Linked DNA regions of Oryctolagus cuniculus: all the other regions are linked to region 2. The links are chromatin contacts, called in public Hi-C and Micro-C maps. All regions are on one chromosome and are shown on one strand. The core of a region is the stretch at or near the end of the contact, and the rest is flanking DNA. Distances in the headings are between cores, read along the strand shown.

What was found. A called contact is a pair of places that touch in the nucleus more often than the background predicts.
Region 1: a Micro-C map of ear pinna shows a contact between it and region 2, with 7 times the contacts expected there. The contact joins two enhancer-like sites. A contact is called at or near these places in 5 of 6 Hi-C or Micro-C datasets (ear pinna, embryonic fibroblasts, psoas muscle and 2 more).
Region 3: a contact with region 2 is called in a Hi-C map of an unstated tissue, with 5 times the contacts expected there. The contact joins two enhancer-like sites. A contact is called at or near these places in 3 of 6 Hi-C or Micro-C datasets (embryonic fibroblasts, skin fibroblasts and an unstated tissue).

What each region holds. Positions count from the first base shown.
Region 1 is chr10:115,737,606-115,741,292 of mOryCun1.1, reverse strand. ATG7 (autophagy related 7) reads left to right here. Exons shown (of 20, transcript XR_011379656.1): 18 at 1,735-1,815. Among named protein-coding and RNA genes, the nearest start is that of ATG7, 99 kb to the left of the region's middle. Within about 2 kb of position 2,077, at least 1 of the 8 cell types and tissues checked has an H3K27ac peak or open chromatin away from gene starts, as enhancers often do.
Region 2 is chr10:115,526,768-115,530,441 of mOryCun1.1, reverse strand. The region is part of intron 2 of VGLL4 (vestigial like family member 4); the gene reads right to left. Among named protein-coding and RNA genes, the nearest start is that of VGLL4, 110 kb to the right of the region's middle. Within about 2 kb of position 1,736, at least 1 of the 8 cell types and tissues checked has an H3K27ac peak or open chromatin away from gene starts, as enhancers often do.
Region 3 is chr10:115,358,112-115,361,419 of mOryCun1.1, reverse strand. The region is part of intron 3 of TAMM41 (TAM41 mitochondrial translocator assembly and maintenance homolog); the gene reads right to left. Among named protein-coding and RNA genes, the nearest start is that of TAMM41, 12 kb to the right of the region's middle. Within about 2 kb of position 1,554, at least 1 of the 8 cell types and tissues checked has an H3K27ac peak or open chromatin away from gene starts, as enhancers often do.

The DNA.
Region 1 (3,687 bases), core at 828-3,327, 210 kb before region 2:
CTTCCCTTGCTGCGTCTGCCGCTCCCTTCTCTCAGCTCTGCTGCGTCTGCCTGTGTAAGACTGGAGCAGAGAGAACCGTCCACGCTGGAGGCGGGCAGCGCCGTCCCAGCGTGTCTGATGGGAGGTGGGCAAGATGTGCTGGCGCGTTTGCCGAGTGTGAGGCTCGGGGGGAGCGGGAGCGGTCTTCAGGCCTGTGGCTTCTGAGCACTTGGGCGTGTCAGCAGTCCCAACTGTGACTTTCCAGGAAGGTCCCTGTGCTGTTTGAGTGTTTAAAATCATGTATTCACGGCCGTGGCTCTGTTTGAGGTACTGGATTACGAAGCCATCGCCACATTCCTGAGATACAGGGAACCGAAAGATTGTCAGTGTTCGGAGGGTCTCATTTTCCCTCATTTCTGTGAGATTCCTTTGATCTTGGATTACGTTGAAACAACACGGCGTGGTGATAGAGACGTTCCCACAATTGCGATAGGCATTCCTTCCCTGGAGGCTGTGCAGAGGAAAAAGTGTGCACGTTTGGCAGAGAGACGGGCTGGCCACCCGGGGAAGGGTGCTGCTCTCCCGGAAGAGCCTATCAGGCCAGTCCTGGGCTTCCTGTGCTGTGGGCTGCTGCTGGTAGGGTGGCGGGGCGGGGGGGGGGGGGCTCTTCTGCTGCTCCGTTGAGGTTCAGGTTGTGAAGAGACCGAATATTAATGCTGGAAGCTGAGCTTTGCTACCCTGGGAGAGGGAGGAAGGGGGAGGGAGCCAGCCAGCTTTGGGGTCCGAGGCCTTTGAAGCTGGGCCCCGTCGCTGGTTGATTCCTCAGCCAAGTGCCTTCCCCTTTTTGAGGCTGTTTTATCAACATAAAATGGCAGGGTTGGGAAGGTGCAGTGAATTAACCCACAGGAGATGCATGTTTGTCTGAGTGCAGATGCTGAGTGCTGTGGAGTCTTGAGAAATTTTGCCATTCGGCTGGCTAATCTTCTGCCTTTGGCGCTGGCACCCCGGGTTCTAGTCCCGGTTGGGGCGCCGGATTCTGTCCTGCTTGCTCCTCTTCCAGTCCAGCTCTCTGCTGTGGCCAGGGAGTGCAGTGGAGGATGGCCAGGTCCTTGGGCCCTGCACCTGCATGGGAGACTGGGAGGAAGCGCCTGGCTCCTGGCTTCAGATCGGCGCAGTGCACCAGCTGCAGCGACCACTTGGGGGGTGAACTAACGGAAAAGGAAGACCTTTCTGTCTGTCTCTCTCTCACTGTCTAACTCTGCCTGTCCAAAAAAAATTTTTTTTTGCCATTTGTATTTTTAGTAAAACACTTTAATGCCATTCTATAGGTTTAAAAAGCACTTTGATGTAAATATAGTTGTCCAGGCATAATACTGTGAATAGATAATAGTGCTAGTACAGTTTTGTGAATAAAGAGAATGGTTAAAACTGATAGTGTCTGCATGTAAACCAGCTGTAGTACACAAGTGTGTGCACTAGGTGGTGCCATTTCCTCGTCAATATGTTGCTGTTGAAGTTTGCTCCAAGTCAACTGGATATGTATTTTGGACTGTCTCTGCCTTCCTTGGTCCCCAGCCCATCTCCCCTTGTGAGACCCCACCTAACATCAAATTGAATAAGTTTTCATTTATCCCACGTCCAACTCTCACATCTATGGGAGAGAAGCCATGTCCATCATGCCAGGACCCAGAAGTGCATTTCAGAGATGGGGCCTTCCCCAGCGTGATGTGAATTCTTCATTCTGTTTGTTTTTAGATTCGGGGATTTCTGTCCCGGTTTGATAACGTCCTTCCCGTCAGCCTGGCGTTCGACAAATGCACCGCTTGTTCTTCCAAAGTAAGTGGTCCTGCCTCTCAGCCCCAGAGCGAGCCCGGCCACCTCCCACCAGCCAGAGCCAAGAAAACCAACCCCGGCCTTTGTGTGGGGGAGGAGTGGGGTCCTAACACTGGAAAAGGACACTGTGCTCATTGTATTGTTCTCACCGAGAAGTGGCCTGTGGAGACTGCATGGGCAGTGGACAGAAGAAGCCGAGCCAGTGTGCTCTGTGCTGAAGCACGCACGGCAGGCATTTTGGCTTGACCTTGAACTTCGCTGGTCTCTGACCACCCCCTTCTCACAGAGTGGATGGGAGTGGACGGGGACAGGGGTTGTTTGCAGGCAGCCCCGCCATGCCTCCTTGGGAGACCAAGGCCTGACCGAGGAAGCATAGGCAGAGATTAGGGGCCTGGAGAGGGCCCCTTCGCCTTTGATCTTTGCAGAGGCTCTAAAAATAGCGCGAGCAGTAATGGGAACCGGCTGGTGTATCTCACAGCTACAGTGATGGCATCTCATTTTTTAATAGGCTTTGAGAAACTGTCGGAGTTATTTTTACATGTATACTCAGTATGATAGCTGATTTCCTTTTGGGTGTCCTTTTAAGCCTTCTAACACCCAGTGGTTTAACCTGGGCTTTAAAAACTCAGGAGTTTCTGTATAAGCACAGATAGTCGTGTTAGAGTTCTGTGCAAAACAGTGTCATGGTCCTGGGGCCAAACCGCGGCCTCCCTGTTAGAACCAGGGGTCTCGGTGCCCCGCACCCTGAATCTGGCAGGGTGGAAGGAATTCCGTCCTAGAGAAATGGTCTGAGTTGGCAGGCTTCTTCGGAAAACTCTTCTTGGGTCCTGTCTTAGGAGAACGGTCCTGACAAGTTTCAGTGAAAATTGAGCTCAGATTTGATGAACACTGTTGAGAAGTTTGGTTAAACTTAGATGCTCCAGAATTTATTTGTGCTTCAAAAGTAAGCTAAGCCCGTGTCGTCGTCATGGATCGCAAGCGCCCGCGCTGAGGTTTGGAGCTCACTGTCGGTCAGTGATTGCGTGTGAGAGTGAGTGTGTTCCTGCGCCTCTTGGCTCTTTGAGATACCGCACATCTGCGCACGGCAGGGTCTCGGGGAGTCCGGTGTGGCTCTGTCTTGAGAAATACAAGTTTGGGGGTTGTGTGCTCTTTAGAGGGGTGCTTTCTTTTCTTTTTTTTTCCTTGAATGGCTGAGTAGATTGGTCTCAGAATAACTTGACAGGATTGATTTTTGTATGGAAATCATTTGGCACAGGCGCCAGAAGTTTTTCTATGCATTTTGTAGGCCTGGCTGGCCAGTGAAATAAAGATAATCGGGTGCTGTGAGTGCAACGCAAAGACGCCTGGGTTCTCACTCTGAGCAGTTAGCGCTGGCAAGAGGCACGAGAGCACGCGGGTGAGGGGGCTCCCGATAATCTCCTAACAGAGTAGGTGAGGGGGCTCCTGATAATCTCCTAACAGAGTAGGTGAGGGGGCTCCCTGATAATCTCCTAACAGAGTAGGTGAGGGGGCTCCTGATAATCTCCTAACAGAGTAGGTGAGGGGGCTCCCTGATAATCTCCTAACAGAGGGTAGGTGAGGGGGCTCCTGGTAATCTCCTACAGAGTAAGTGAGGGGGCTCCCTGATAATCTCCTAACAGAGTAGGTGAGCAGGGCTCCCTGATAATCTCCTAACAGAGTAGGTGAGGGGGCTCCTGATAATCTCCTACAGAGTAGGTGAGCGGGGCTCCCTGATAATCTCCTAACAGAGTAGGTGAGGGGGGCTCCTGATAATCTCCTAACAGAGTAGGTGAGGGGGCTCCCGATAATCTCCTAACAGAGTAGGTGAGGGGGGCTCCTGATAATCTCCTAACAGAGTAGGTGAGGGGGCTCCCT
Region 2 (3,674 bases), core at 487-2,986:
GACAGGACAGCTGTTTGCCTAAGCTTCTAGCACCGTTTGTCCTCTCCAGTGTCTGGATTGTCACATGTCAGTATCAGTTCCCCAAGCGAGATCATCAACACTTGCAGAGGAGGACAACAGGCCTTACTCTTCCGTGTGAAACCCTCCACAGCACATGTTAAGAGCTGCACGCACGGTCCTCACGAAGGCGTGTCCGCGTCTTTGTGGAATAAGGATGGCAGGATGGCCAGAGAAGAGCTCAGGCTCACGACTGGACTGAATAAAAGCCCAGCGGTCAACATCGCTCTCCAGACACTAACTTCCACCTGCAGAGCAGGGGCCACCTCGGGGTTCACGGGATCTCTTAGACATAACGCGAGGCGCTGTTAGCCGCCCCATGGCCACAATCACTCTCATCCTCCCGGGATGGTACCACAAACAGGTAAGCTCTCTTCCTCTCCTTAAGTTTTCTAAACTGAATACGTGAATAACAACCAAAACAAACCTTACCAAAGGGAGACGCTGGGTCTGGCCATGCCTGGACCAGAGGCATCAGAGAAGCCAGGAGCCAGGTGTCATCATCACGTCTAGACACCTATCAGCACAGGGTGACGGGGTGACCAGTCATGTGTGAGGCACCGCACTGCCCGGGCACGCGCACCTGTCCATCGGATCATCTCAACTGCTACAGTAAGGTTGTGAGGAGGAAAGCATACAGGAGGCGTTCAATTAAAACCTAACAGTGAGTGCTAAGAAGACTTCAAACTGTTTTCTTGGAAACACTGATTAGAATGTGAATTCCGGAGAGGCCTAGCAGAAACCTGGCTAAGGACCATTAGCTGGGATTACTCTCCCCTGGGCAACACCGCAGCAGAGTTCTGCACACAACCTTAAGGCAAGGCGGTCAGGCCTCACCTGCCACACTGCAAAGACCGCCTGGCACACAGTAGGTCCTCCACGGAGGGACTGCACAATAAACGAAAACAGAACGCTTTTCAAATGCCTCAAGTATCAACCACAGAAAGCAGACTATCTACTAAATTCAAAGAATTCCTAAATATATCATAAAATATTGATTACTTCCCCAATTTGGAGATGCCCAAACTCAAAGTTTTGTCAAACTTTTCACAAAAGCAAATGTTACTAAGCTGTGTTTTAGACTGTTCAGACTGTAGTATGTATGAAATGGTGCCATTTGCAGGTTAAAACACTCAGCTACTACTCAGAACTAGCTCATTACTGTAATGAGGTTTTAATATATGTGCCGTGCAGAAATGTAAAATGGTTCAAACTCAATGATTACACTTTTAACACAACAGCACCCTCTAGGGATAAATTTTAAATTGCAAAGAAAATTTTGAGAAGAGAACCAGTCTATGCAGTTCTCATTAGATGTACATTTATTTACACAAAAATCTTTTTAATCCATTCATTAAAAACACAAAAAATATATTTTAACAAAGTTTAAACCTTACTAAACTTTGCAAAAATTAAGACAAAATACTAACAAACTCAATTCAGTTGATATCAAATGACTGAATGGAAAATCTGCTTTAACATGAATGTAAAAACATATGCAGTTTTTAAGGCTGGAGGGCCGGCACTGTGACCAGTAGGTTAAGCCTCCACCTGTGGCACTGGCATCCCATACGGGCACCATTCCGTGTCCCAGCTGCCCCTCTTCCAATCCAGCTCTTTGCTATGGCCTGGGAAGGCAGTGGAAGATGACCCAAGCTCCTGGGCTCCTGCACCCACGTGGGAGACCCAGAAGAAGCTCAGCTCCTGGCTTCGGATCGACCCAGCTCAGGCCATCACGGCCATTTGAGGAGTGAACCAGCAGATGGACCTCTCTCTAGGTCGGCGCCACGGCTCACTAGGCTAATCCTCCACCTACGGTGCCGGCACCCCGGGTTCTAGTCCCGGTTGGGGTGCCGGATTCTATCCCGGTTGCTCCTCTTCCAGTCCAGCTCTCTGGTGTGGCCCGGGAAGGCAGTGGAGGATGGCCCAAGTACTTGGGCCCCTGCACCCACATGGGAGACCAGGAGGAAGCACCTGGCTCCTGGCTTCGGATCGGCGCAGCGCGCCGGCTGTAGCAGCCATTTGGGGGGTGAACCAACGGAAAAGGAGGACCTTTCTCTCTGTCTCTCTCATTGTCTAACTCTGCCTGTCAAAAAAAAAAAAAAAAAGACCTCTCTCTCCCTCTCTGTAACTTTGTTCCTCAAACAAACAAAATATATAGAAAAGAAAAAAAGAAGAAGAAAGAAAAGAAAGGAAAAGAGAAAGCAGACTAGGAACAATGCTGTAAATACGCTAGTGCTAGCGCAGGGAGCTAATCCAGTCACTGTTGCCAAAAAAGGAAGCTTCCTTGAACACGACGTCACTCACTCTACTGCAGCCTTACATGCTTACCCAAGAGAAACGACCACTTCAATGCTTTTCACTGCGGCCAACGGTGGATCGGTTCAGGAAATCCCATCCGGAGATGACTTCCCAGTAAAGTATCACTCTGATGTTCATATTCTAGTAAATAATTAGCCATACATGTATTCCTGTGAGATCAACTGGAACCGATTCACACACTAAAAATGGAGAGCAAAGCCACTGAAAGGGCTGGGCACTGTGCCACAGCAGGACAAGCCACCACCTACAAGGCCAGCATCCCACAGGAGTGCCGGTTCAAGTCCTGGCTGCTCCACTTCCGATCCAGTTCCCTGCTCATGTGCCTGGAACAGCAGCAGCAGATGGCTTGAGTGTTTGGGGCCCTGCCACCCATGCAGGAGGCCCAGACAGAATGTCAAGCTCTTGGTTTTGACCTGGCCCTGCTCTGGCTCTGGCTGTGGCAGACACAGGGGAGGGAGCCAACAGATGAAGACTCTCTCCCTCTCTCTCCCTTTCAAATAAAGAAATCTTCAAAAAAATTTCTAAAATAAAAAAAGAAATCACTGGAAGATATATCCCAATTATTTAACATACTATTTCAAAAGAGAACTGAATGTCCCCACTCCAACCCCATGCTGCACCCCGTGAGGTTAACTACTGTGCTAACCTTTAAGTGCAGACATCAGTCTGGTCACTTTATACAGACAAAATCGTATGTTCTACTATTATATTTGTGAGTGTTATCACTGTCCCTGTTGTTTATTTCAGAGAGAGATCTTCCATCTATTGGTTCACTCTCCAAATGCCCACAAAAGCCAGGACTGGGTCAGGTGGAATCCAGAAATTTAGTTCTGTCTTCCGCACAATTGGTACAGGGACCCAAACACTTGAGCCATCATCTGCTGCCTCTCAGGAGTACACATTAGCAGGTAGCAGGAAGGGAAGCAGGGCCAGGACTTGAACCCAGGCTCCAATATGGGATGTGGGCAGCTCACGATGTGTCTTAACCACTTTGTCAAGGGCCCAGCTGCCCTGTATCGCTGTTTTCACGTGTAGTTGCATATCATCAACTTTCACTGCTGCACCGTGTTCCACTGCCCCACGATGCCTCACTCGCTTCATCCTACTGTGGATGTGCATTTAGCTTCTATTTGGGGCTACTGATGTTCTAGTACGAGTCTCTGGTGAGCACTGAAGGCAAATGGAGCTCTTCAAAGATGTGGGTCACACACAAGGACTAGCAGTGATCTGGGTCCTTCAAAGTCAGAGACAGACAAACAGATGACGCCTACTGTGTGCCGGGCAGGTGCCTGGCA
Region 3 (3,308 bases), core at 305-2,804, 170 kb after region 2:
CACTCTACAAGAAACTGTAAAATCAAGCGTGATTAGAAAAGAGAACAATGTATATTCCCCAGCTATTCTTCTCCCTCTTGTTTTTTAAATAACTATGGAAAACAGGATTATAAAATTGAGAACTATTTTATATATCAGGCTTAAGAATCTAAATTCTACCTTTTACTTTTTCTGACACTTTTTTAGGGGGATATTTCTAACAGGCAAACCTCACGTCACTTGATTGATCAAGTGTGGATTTTCTCCGCAGGTGTGATGATGAGGACTCCACAGACCTTAACTAAACCTTTAGGGCTGGAGCCTGGTGTAGGAGGTTAAGCCTCCACCTGCAGTGCCAGCATCCCATATGAGTGCTGGTTTGTGTCCCGGCTGCTCCTCTTCTGATCCAGCTCTCTGCTATGGTCTGGGAAAGCAGTGGTAGATGACCCAACTGCTTGGACCCCTGCACCCACATGAGCGATCTGGAGGCAGCTCCTGGCTCTTGGTTTTGGATCAGCCCAGTTCTGGCCATTGTGGCCATTTGGGGAGTAAACCAGAAGATGGAAGACCTCCTTTTCTGTTTCTCCCTCTCTCTGCCTGTAACGCTACCTCTAAAATAAATAAATAAATCTTAAAAAAAAGGAAAAAAAAGAAATGAAAACTTAAAAAAAAAATTCAGCACTTGGGGTGAGTTTAGTGTTACTGCAATCATCCGCAGAGAGCTGAACCAAGGGACAGTGCAGGGAGGTGCGTTTCCTAAGGATGCCCAAGTTGATGGCAGGAATCAGGGTAACACCTCAGACTCTGTCAATCAAGCTCTCAATGTTTTAAATTGTTCTCATGCATTCAGCTAAGGATGTATTCTGTTTGATTTATCTTGAAAGATGATTAGAGCAGATTTTAAGGTACTGTAACTCCTATGTTTATTCCTTGAATAATTTTTCCAAACCTTGTATTCCATATCGAACCACGGATCTAAGAGGGTGACCTCGTCATTTACTGAGGCTCAGAGGCGTACAAAGATTTCCCCAAGACAAGCGGTCACCCACCGGCCCAGGACCCAGGTCCCTGATCTGTCCAGGGCTCCACAGCCCTGCAACGCCCACATATCTGCTTCTCAGTGGTTCTTCACCCTTTGTTTCTTGGGTGGTTTTATAGAAACTCACTGCAATGACAAGCTCTGTGGGGATGCTACTAACTCAGAGATGGAAAGGGTTAAGTTTGGGGACATTTTCCTGGTTAACAAAACACCACTCGTTGTCCGAGAAAGCTGTCCTAGTTGCTTTGTAAGAAAGCCGTCTGCTTGCCAGTTTAAGGTTAAGAGAGTGAACATAAAAGCATCCTTACTGAAAGGAAAAATGTCAATTCAGAAGGTCCTGGCACTGTGCTGATCTGGGTCTTCGGTGATAGGTGAACCAGGAACTGGTCTCAGCGGCACCACTATTTGTTGTGCAGAGGGAGAAGCCAGAGAGCTCTTGGGGCACTGCCAGAGAGGCCTGGGAAAAGGAGAGTCCTCAGACTTGGGAGCAGCCGTTTGTGTGTGACCGGGAGTGGCCTGACCTGAACTGCATCGGCAACGCTGCACAGAGTCCCTGGCCACAGGCAACGAGCTCTGTGATGCAGGGAGGCGGGGCTGGGAGGAGGTTCACAGGGGAGATCTGTGAGTACAGAGGGTCACAGGTGGTCACAGGGACACTGCTCGAGCTGCGGGGAGTGCAGCCCGACCCAGCGGCTCTCATCCTCAACCACCAGGACGGTGACTTGTTCTCAGTCGCTGCTTGAGGTCGAAGAAGAAACAATGGACATCAGAGCCGGGGGACCCCTGAGAGCCAGAGGACCCTCGATTTAGCCTGGGAGACCCCCAGTTTAGCCTCTCTTAGGACTTTGCCATTCCTTCGGCACACCAGAGAAGGAGATGGCTGTTCTCTGAACGGCAAAACGGATGACTCAATCTTCTCATCTCAAAGGCCAAAGGCCCCAGCACTTGCTCACAGCGGCTCACAGCCAAGACTGGCTCTCCGATTCCCACTTCAGGGACTTTTCCATTCACAGTCAATGAAGCTATGGGAAGGTGATGGCTGTACAACCCCATGAATTCGCTCAAAGCCACTGAACTGTGCACTTCAAATGGCTGAGCTGTGTGATGTATGAATTGTACTTCAAAGATGCAAATAAATTAAAATCCTCTCAATACGATGGTAGATACCAACTCTGTTAACGCTTTAAAAATTCAAGCAAAATTATCAATGTGAGGGATCTTCCAAAGAGAAGTTTCGTGGAAAACTGAATTAAAAGAGAAGTTTATTTTGGTGCAAACATTTTGGAAATCCATTCACCTTTTTGATAACATGTATTTCCACGAGCTTTTCAAAGACTCTGCATACCTTTAGAATAACATGACAGAAGGATCCAACACACATGCACAAAACTTATAAAAAGTAAAGAATGTTTTTAAGAAGAAAACAGTGGGGCTGGTGTTGTGGCACAGCACATTAAGCTGCCACCTGTGAAACCAGTATTCCACATGAGTGCTGGTTCCAGTCCCAGCTGCCCTGCTTCCAATCCAGCTCCCTGCTAACACCCTGGGAAAAGCAGCAGAGGATGGCCCGTGTGCTTGGGCCTCTGCCATGCACTGAGTACTGGAAGAAACTCCGGGCTCCTGGCTTCCATTTGGTTCAGGACTGGCTGTTATGGCTATCTGGGGAGCGAACCAGTACTTGGAAGATCTCTCTGTCTCTGTCTTTCTCTCTCTGTAACTCTGACTTTCAAATAAATAAATAAATTTTTTAAAAAATTTGCAAAATTTTAAGATAATTATGAAACTTAAGACAATGTAACTCCCTTTAAAACACATAAAACACAGAGGCCAGAAGTGCGGCACAGCTGGTAAAGCCACCACCTGCAATGCCAGCATCCCATAAGGGCACTGGTGCTAGTTCCGCCTACTGACTTCCTATCTGCCTCCCTATTAATGTGCCTGAGAAAGCAGGGGAAGATGGCCCAAGTGTTTGGGCCCCTGCAACCATGTGGAAGACCCAGATGAAGCTCTTGACTCCTGGCTTTGGCCTGGCCCAGCCCTGGCCATTGTGGCCATTTGGGGAGTGAACCAGTGGATGGAAGATCTCTCTCTGTGTAACTCTGCCTTTCAAATAAAGAAAATAAATCTTTTAAAAACATAGAAACAGACACCTTACTCATATTCTTAAAATTCTTTGTTAAGACATTCACTCATATTTCTATTATTCTTCATTTTATTTGAAAGGCAGAGACAGAGAGATCTCCCATTGGTGGTTCACTCCCCAAGTGCCTGCTGAAGCCAGGATCCCAGA